Linked DNA regions of Mus musculus: region 1 is linked to region 2. A link is a contact called in public Hi-C data. All regions are on one chromosome and are shown on one strand. The core of a region is the stretch at or near the end of the contact, and the rest is flanking DNA. Distances in the headings are between cores, read along the strand shown.

The links. Hi-C and Micro-C count contacts between places; a contact is called where the count stands out from the background.
Region 1: a contact with region 2 is called in a Hi-C map of uterus, with 3 times the contacts expected there. The contact joins the enhancer-like site here to the promoter of Cdh6 in region 2. A contact is called at or near these places in 1 of 39 promoter capture datasets (stem cell-derived epiblast-like cells), 5 of 484 Hi-C or Micro-C datasets (cerebral cortex, nephron progenitors and uterus) and 1 of 9 other capture datasets (liver).

What each region holds. Positions count from the first base shown.
Region 1 is chr15:13,070,835-13,075,138 of GRCm38.p6, forward strand. All of the region lies in intron 2 of Cdh6 (cadherin 6), which reads right to left. Among named protein-coding and RNA genes, the nearest start is that of Gm35018, 19 kb to the right of the region's middle. Within about 2 kb of position 2,912, at least 9 of the 459 cell types and tissues checked have an H3K27ac peak or open chromatin away from gene starts, as enhancers often do. A contact at or near this core is called in uterus, where this site is marked.
Region 2 is chr15:13,171,479-13,175,934 of GRCm38.p6, forward strand. It overlaps Cdh6 (cadherin 6), which reads right to left and starts at 2,197. Exons shown (of 12, transcript NM_007666.4): 1 at 2,036-2,197.

The DNA of each region.
Region 1 (4,304 bases), core at 1,662-4,161, 100 kb before region 2:
TCCAACCTCGATTGTTACTTTTCAGTCTTCATTGTGCATCCTGACCAAGAAACATTTTTTTTTTGGCATGATCAACACATCACGTTAACAATGTGGGCTAGTTAAACTTTTGGAAAGTCGCCCAGCATGCCATTTATTAGGCTATGTGTACAAACTCTAAATGAGGGGTTTTATGTGCTGCGTGCCCAAGAAATTTTAAAACAAACTTGTCATGATGTTCTTTAAACTTGTACAAGATTTAGGTACCCAGACTGGTGTTCATTCAGGTAAAATGGTGTGTGTGTATGTGGGTAAAATGGTGTGTGTGTGTACATGAAGACTTAAAATCAGAAATTAAACAAATATATACCGAGAAGATTTCTTCATAGCACAATCCTGTATTGATTTCTAGTCCTCCTTGGAAAGTACTGATGAAATGAGGCGAGGACAGCCACAGTTTGGTTGAACTATTTTTGTAAAATTTGTGACTGCTTCTCTGTGAGTGCTCCTGTCTGATTTCCTTTTTGAACTCTGTATATGAAGAGTATGTACACATTCCAGAAGTTACCAGTAGATGCTGAGTAGATGCTATACATTTTATAATGGAGAATAGAAGTCCTCTGAATAACTGCTAACCGGTGAAGTCTGACCTGTTGTCTTAACCAGTAAAACCACAGTTGTTGCAAGGATGACCTGCATAAATGGGGGCAGTGGGTATAGAGCCATGCTGTCTGCTAGCCTTGCGACCTTGGGAAACGTGATCTACGTCTTGAAGACCATTTCTTCATTCATAATGGGAATAGCAATGATTTTCATTTACTAGTTAGGTTGCTCTGGAATTTACTAAAATGTTTGACAGGGGTCTAGCTTAGAGGAAGCCTTCTGCAAGTTCCTACTTAGTGTGTTTGTAAATATGAAGGACCCCAGAGGTGGATTTTGAAAATGGAAAGATCTGGGTTTTGATTTTGACTTTCCTATTAGTTAGAAAATTAATTAAGCCATCTTAGATCTATCCATCCCCTGCCACACTGTTTTCATAATCATGAACTTGGTCAACTAATTTCCTCTACCTGAAGCTTAAATACTGTACGCTTCAGGCTTGTGTCTCAGGTCAGCTCCTTCCCTTCCATATTTCATGGACTACCTCTAAGTGGGAGCATCCATGTTTTTTCTTATTTTGCATGCAGCTACTACCTATGTGCCAGTGCCACCAAATGCCCAGGGCAATGTCTAACCATTTCCCTGAGATGCATTCCAAGGATGAGATATTTCGAGGATATATTTGGCTCCCAGGCAAGTGTCATAGCCCAGTTAGACTCAGTGCATCCCAACTGACCTCATCACCAACCCTACAAATACTTCCCTCCTCTTGTGTGCCTCATATCTGTAAGGGCCACCAGGGACACCAGAGCCATTCTGAAACACAGGACAACTCTGCAGCTGTCTTGCTACCTCCTGTCTATATCTTGACACACCCAATTTCTGTTGTCAACACCACTTCCCTTTGATGTATTTCTGCCGTCCAAGTGTACTCACGCATGCTTCCTTCTCCCTCTTTTCCTGTCACGAGACTGACCTTATGACCATGTTGACATGGAAGATGCCGTTATTCTCTTTAAATCCTTCCTTAACACAAAGCCCTTTACCATGGCATCCTTTGCTCTTCTCACTAGCTTTCCTTGCCAGCATCCTCCCTAGACAAGGCTTTACTCTCATCACATTGTGATTTCATGTAGTTTTTTTGAGAACATACTTCATAGCTAGGCCTTTCCCCAGGTAGCCCCTTTGGCATAAATACTGCTTAGAATCTTTAATTGGCTAACCCAGCTCACATGCCAGGACTGCTTCATCTGTTCCTCCCTGGGATGCCTTCCTTCCTCATGTTGCTAGTCTAAGAGTCTCCTCATGTGTACCCTCAACTTATTTCCCATGGAACCATCAGCATATTCTTATTTTAAATGACTCATTTTATAGCCGTGTTCTTAAGTAGATCACATCATGGAAGAAGGCATGAAATTGGTCTGGTTCCTTTACTTCAGTAGACTCAAGACCCAGCATCCTGGCACCTGAGACATCCTTAATAAGTAATGGTTGCAAACAATGATTGAGTGAATGTTGCAAGGTCACCTTAGATTGGATATTGGTGATGAACAATGTCTCTGGCACATGGAATGACAGTCATTAAATCTTAGTGCTCCTGTCTGATTTCTTCCTTGAACTGTGTTTATGAAGAATATGAAGAATTCCAGAAGTTACCAGTTAATTCAGCAATTACTATCACATACCAGACACATGGTCAGGTCTGAGCAATCCAAGTTGCTGTCTTGGCTCTGAAAAGTTTCCTTCAATAATCAATTAGACCTCAATAAAATACCAAATACAAGAGAGCAACAAAACTAATTTGCTTTAGACTTTTTGACAGTAGCAGAACAGTTACAAACTAATTGAGATCACTGATCATGTTGAATCGATATGGTGTTGTTCAGGGGTCTCTGGTCAGTGGCAGAAACAGCTGCATTTGGTGAACTTTTTCAAGTATCACCCTGTTGTAGATGGGAATAGAAAAGTGCTCCAATTCACAGAGACATCCTTCCATCATAAACTAATTTAATGTTGCCAACCAAGACCATTTTAAAACATTTATTGGCCTAGAGGGTTGCATCAGGCAATACATAAAATCATCTTATGCATGCCTTTTATAAACTTGCAATTTAGGCTTGGGAACACTGACTCAGAGGTAAAAGACAGGGAGTAAAAGCAGAAACAGGACACCGAAGTGTCCCACTATTATTAGTGGGGAATGACAAGGTAGCACAGAACCTATAAATAGGTAGGATGGAAAGAGAGACTGCACAAACTCTTAGAATGGCTTCTTGGAGAGCTTAGGTTACTGAGGGAAGGGAAGTGATTTCACTCTCATGTGAGTGCATGGCATAGTTTCAAGGCTGAGTGTGGGAGAAAATCAGTGGAGGCTTTGCATATGCGCCTGGGGTAATAAAACCCATAAAGTCAGCAAAAAATAGCAACACTCTTTCTCCTGTATTTCAGGGTCACATACTTTCTCATGCTGCACTCAGATGTACAAGGGAAGATGTGGCGTCTTTATTATTTTTTATAGCTTATCCCTTCAGCCCTAGTCTCATTGAATATTAGGAGCTCAATATAGGTTACGCACGGGGTCAAAAATTTGGTACAATACAATAAAGTCTGCCTGATTCAATAGTACAGTCTCCTTAGACAGCTCTTTTAGGTAAATTCCTGGCTTTCGGATTTCTTTCTGCTAGTTCTTTTAAAAATGTTTCATTTCTTTTAAGAACATTTATTTGTTTTTTGTTTTATGTGCATGAGTGATTTGCTGGCATGCATGTTTGTGCATCATGTGTGTGCCTGGTGCTGTTTAAGGGACAGAAAAGGGGATCTAATCCCCTGGAGCTCGAGTGACAAGCCATTGGGGACTGCCCCACATGGGTATCCAAACTAAGATCCCCTAGAATAGCGGCACACACTCTTAACCACTGAGTCATCTTCAGCTCTTAGGTTCTCGACTTGATATGTGAAACAATCTTTGACAGAATCTAGACCATTTTGATACATATTTTTTTTTCTGATAAAGTTTAGGATGGAGCTGCCTACATATCCTATGTTCCTTTTCTGCTAAATCATATTCCCTTTCTGACTTGAAAAAAATGTGTTTTCTATATAATTTAAATAATAGAATTAGCTTCTGTAATGCTTCTATTGTTTGAAGCATTGGCAATATGACTCTTCTTTTGCACTTGTTCTGGCTGCAATTTGGGAAAATGACATGGGTTCATATCATGGTGGTTCTTCTTTTTTGGGGGGGGGGGTTGCTAACTTTTTTTCCTTGTGGATTTTTGTATTCAGTTGTATTGATATTCACTGAGGACACCGCTGTGTTAAACACCATGTTAAATGCTGAATTGCCAGAACCTAACTTCTTGTTTCTCAAACCAACAACACTATTGTCACTTGGCTCTCTATACACAATGTTTGGGGTGCTGACATGGCCATAAAGGATGCACAGCAGCTGCATCCCTGGTTCTCACCTTTGCAAGCTATGAGAACCAAACATGTCTGCAGATGCCTAAGCAGATGTTCCCCCAAACATAAAACTGAGATTTTCCTCCCTCCCTCCCTCCCTCCCTCCCTCCCTCCCTCCCTCCCTCCCTCCCTCCCTCCCTCCCTCCCTCCCTCCCTCCCTTCCTTCTCTCTCTTTCTTCCTTTCTCTCTCACCTATCTATCTATCTATCTATCTATCTATCTATCTATCTATCTATCTATCTATCTATCTATCTATCTACCTA
Region 2 (4,456 bases), core at 947-3,446:
GGCACAAACCATAAAACCGGGTAAGAAGGGCTCTCTACCTTTTATATCACTTTGTTAATTAGAATACCAGCAAGAGAAAAGGGAGAGGGTGAGACACAGTTGTTCTCCGTTGGATTTCTTTTAAGTTTCTGAGCTCTGCATCAAGAATATGGCCTCTGGTGTACCCTTTGCCCTCTCCATGACGTCATGAAGCTATCTGCTTTAGCATATTCCCTTTCTGGTCACAACTGGTTTTCAGATTCTCCAGAACACCAAACACAGAGTCAGGCAAGTGCTCCTACACAAAGGACTGTGCTCAAGCTAAATTGGGAGGAGAGTTTGTTATCTTCTCCTCGCTCCCCCCCTTCCCCCCAAAGCAGAAAGAATCCCGAGGATTTTCCCTTTTCAGGTAAAACTATCAGCAAGAACAGAAAGAAAAAAGCCAGCTTTGGCCCGCATTCACATGGCAGTTACTCATTCTCCCGAGGAGTTGTGCATTAACTGGCCACATCTCTGGCTCCCTTAGAATCACAGGGAGGAGTTTGCACACACACACCCGCCCCTGATAATTAACCACCGCAAAAGCTCACAATTAGCATTCTCCCCCCCCCGCCCCCCCCAACACAGAAGTACGCCCCAGACACACTGTTAAAGGAAATAGCTTTTCTGGTTCGCACTGTGTGACTTCAGTAAGTGAAAGTGAAGAGACACAGACCGATAGAGCTTGCAGTGACTATCATAAAAAAAAAAAAGTGTCTTCATAGGAAAAAAATGAGTGGGAGAGAGAAATGTGTGAATGTTCCACGTGATTAAACTTCTTGGTTCTTGAATGTTCTCGGTAGTAGTTAAGTTAGGCAACCAGCCCCTTGCATACAAAGACCCTCACGTAACTTCCCATAAAATATGGATTTTATTGCAGCAGCGACAACATTTCTCAGTACCACATTGACCTCGCCAGCATCTCCCATCTCGAGATGGACCGTAACTCTTGGCAGGCGAATAACTACGGAGGAGGAAGTGACCCCAGCTCTGCGGCATTATAGGACTCCGCAACGACCCGCCTTCATTAAATTCCACATGAACGCCTTGGGGACTTCACTCTTGCATCTGACACCTCACATCAGACGCACCAGACCTCCTGCTCTCCAGTCTAAGGAAGGCATTCTCCCTCAGATGTGTGTGTGTGTGTGTGTGTGTGTGTGTGTGTGTGTGTAGCCTTGGAAGAGCACCAGCGAGCGGCGTCTTCCACATGACTTTTCCCTGGACAGTGTGCTCCATTTTCGAAGTCCAGTGTCGGACTTGCCTTGCAACCTAAGCATTTCTGCTCTATGAAAGCCTGAAGGCATTGCTAGGAACATGCGAGCTAACAGTTTTCTTTAAGCTCGTTCTCTCGGCCAAACCATCTCTGTAAGTTTGCCTTATTGGGAACATTCCAGAGTTTCCCGACTACCTGAATTAATTTCTGCGTTACTCTCAAAGCCATAAAAAAAAAAAAAAATCCCATAACTCAGGCCAAGCAGTCACCACACAGACCCTTGTATTGTTGGGTAGGTGGAAATCAATCAAGCCCCAAACGGCTCCACCGCTCCGGCACTCACTAGCGCCCTTGGTAATTGACCAGCCAACTTTGCAAAGCTAGGGCTCCACTAGCCGCCTCCGCCAGCCCCGCGGAGTGGACCTCGGCAGCAGCTTTCTCTCCTCCACACTGTTCCCTGCCACCCCCCGCAGAACCCTAGGCGTCTCGGTCTTACCAGGCGGCGGAGGAGCGGCGCCCAGGCTCCCCGGGAAGCGGCGCCGGTCCTGGGCAGAGGCAGCAGCGCCACCAATGCAACCGGACTCGCGCGCAAGCCCGCCCGCACCCCAGCTCCCAGCTGAGCATCCCTCCCAACTCCGTGCACCGCAACACCCGGCGCAGAGGACCGCTCTCTTTCTCTGATTGGCTTCCATCAACGCTACGGAATTAAAATAATAGCTATGTATAAAGAAGAAAGAGAAGGCAAGGGAGAAAAGAAACGCACGCACAAGCTCCCGCATTGGCAACAGAGACCGAACCCACCTCGGTTTGCCTTCCGGCTCCTGGGGACACCCTGCCACTCGCCCAGGATGCTCCTGCCTCCACCACGGTCTTCTGCTCTGTGCTTCTTGCTGCTGTGGCTGGAACTGCAGCTCTCGGGATGGGAAGGTTACGGCTCCAGAGAGCTGGCTCTTGTGGGCACACACTGATTTGCAAGTGAATGAAGTGGGAGGGAGCAAAGAGAGGAGGACTTTGTTACAGAGGCCCAGTGCCTGCCCCCGCCCGCCCCCTCCCCTTGACAGAATGACTCCCAGTGTTTGAAGTCCGGAGCAGTTCGCTCTCTGGAACACTCCCGCTGCCCCAGGCTTTCCCTTCCTCTTTTTTCTTATATATTTTTTAGGGGGGACGGCTTAAGACATACTGAGAACTTGTGTGACTCTATCTGATCTTTCTTTTTAAGCTATCAAAATGCACCGTGTTCAATTACCAGCAGCGGTCGGATGTTCTTTTCTAATAGCCCAGGCAATTAAGATTCCCGGGGACACGACATGGTACGGCGTGGCGCTGTGAGCCAGTTTGGGGGGGAGACAGTACGCACGACCTGCACTCGAATAAAATAACCCCGGTCTTCTGAGGTAACAATACCGACGGCTGTTCTGTATAACATAAACAGACGCGAGCAGACAGATTCATGAATGTCAGTCTTTGCTTCTCTCATCTCAAGAACACTTTTTCCCCCCTTGTAGCTTCTGGAGCTCTGGCGCTGTTGCAGAGTGGGTAACCCCAGAGAGCTGTAGCATGAAGTCATATGCCCCCGAGAGTGTAGAAGCGGTTCAAATCCAAACGCCCCGGGCTCATCAATGTCTTCGTGGCTGATCCATCTTTCTAAATGAGCAGATAGCAGGGCACACTGAACTAGCAGAATAGGATATATATTGATATTTAAGACGTATTTGTTGTGTTGAGATCTTTCTGGGAAGTTACTGAAGCAAGATAACGTCTATGTGAAACTCCTTGATACACATAGCTGTCTGGATGGGTGTCCTTATACTCGAGAAGAAGTGACTTCTCTGAAGGGACTAAGCTGCAGAAGTCTTAAACACGTCAAAGCATTGTTAAAGGAGAATCATGCCTTTTCTGCCTAGGAGATGCAGACACGTTGCAGTCAAGCACTATTGGATTAAGAAAATTAAATCTAATTACCACAATGGTTTCACCCCGGGTCAGCCACAGACCCAAGCCAGCTGTTTCTGCATGTTACAAGCTCGCAGCAAGATTTCCATTGCATGGTGCTTTAGTGACATTCCAGCCACTTGGCTTCTGAGTGATCTAACTAGCTAGAGGTCGGTCTTCTTCCCAAGAGAGCTCTTACTAGAAAAAAAAATCTTTTGTGTCCCTAATAGAAGTTGAGGCATTTTAATGAAGCCCAAATCAAAGTATTTCTTCCAGGCAGCCGGTGCTTCAAAGAATTGTATGTGGAACGGTCTTAGTCCAGATGTTCTGCACATGGATGCTGGCAAGATTTGAAAAGCCATCCTTGGGATGAGGAGATAGATGCCTGCAGTTTGCAGAAAGGAGGCTGAACATGGTCTCTTCATGTGGGTATTTGAACTGCAGTGGAGGAGGGATGGGGGAGAGGACAGCTGGTTCACATTCATTCATTCCTCAGGTTGTAGACTTCTTAATTTGAAAGATTACCTTGGTATGTCTGTACAGTCCTTTACAGCTCACAAAGTATTCTTATAGACCATTTGATGGGATTCTTCTGCTAATATGATTTTTTTTTTTGGCAGAAAGGACAGAGGAAATAGATTGATAAAAGCACAGTAAAGGTTAAGGACTATGTCTAAGATAATAAAACTAGGAAGGAACAAAAGGCGAAATACCCAAATGTGTACATGCCAACTAGTGTATATCCACAAAATGTATGCAGATATAATTTACTAACATGTGTGATGATAAATTAATAACGGAACATGTGCGAGTATGTTAAAAACACATTTTGTAAGATTGTCTCTAGCAGACAGATGTATAAATTAACTGATTTTATGCTATATGAAGGGTCATAGTGAAGTAGATTTTCTATCCATCGAAGCAGTTAATGTCTCACGAAGGAAAAAAATCTCTTAATTGTTTGTGATGTATTACCCTTCAAACTCCATTAAGCGGCACATCAAAGGTGGTTAAACAACCTCATTTTATTAAGAGTGGACAATCAGCTCGCTCCTGAGCAGTTTCATGTGGCAGCAGTAAGTGACATGAAGGAGTTTGCAACCCCAGGATATTATTCTAAAAGACTTCATGTGATTCTCAAGACTTCCTACTGACATTTACCACAATGACTACTCATGTCGATAAAAATATCCAGGATTATTTCATCCTTCTTTCGGAGGTAGGGGACTAAGCATTGCTGAGTCCTGTTATAAGTTGCTCTCTGGCACACCAGAGCACCTTGGCGAGCCA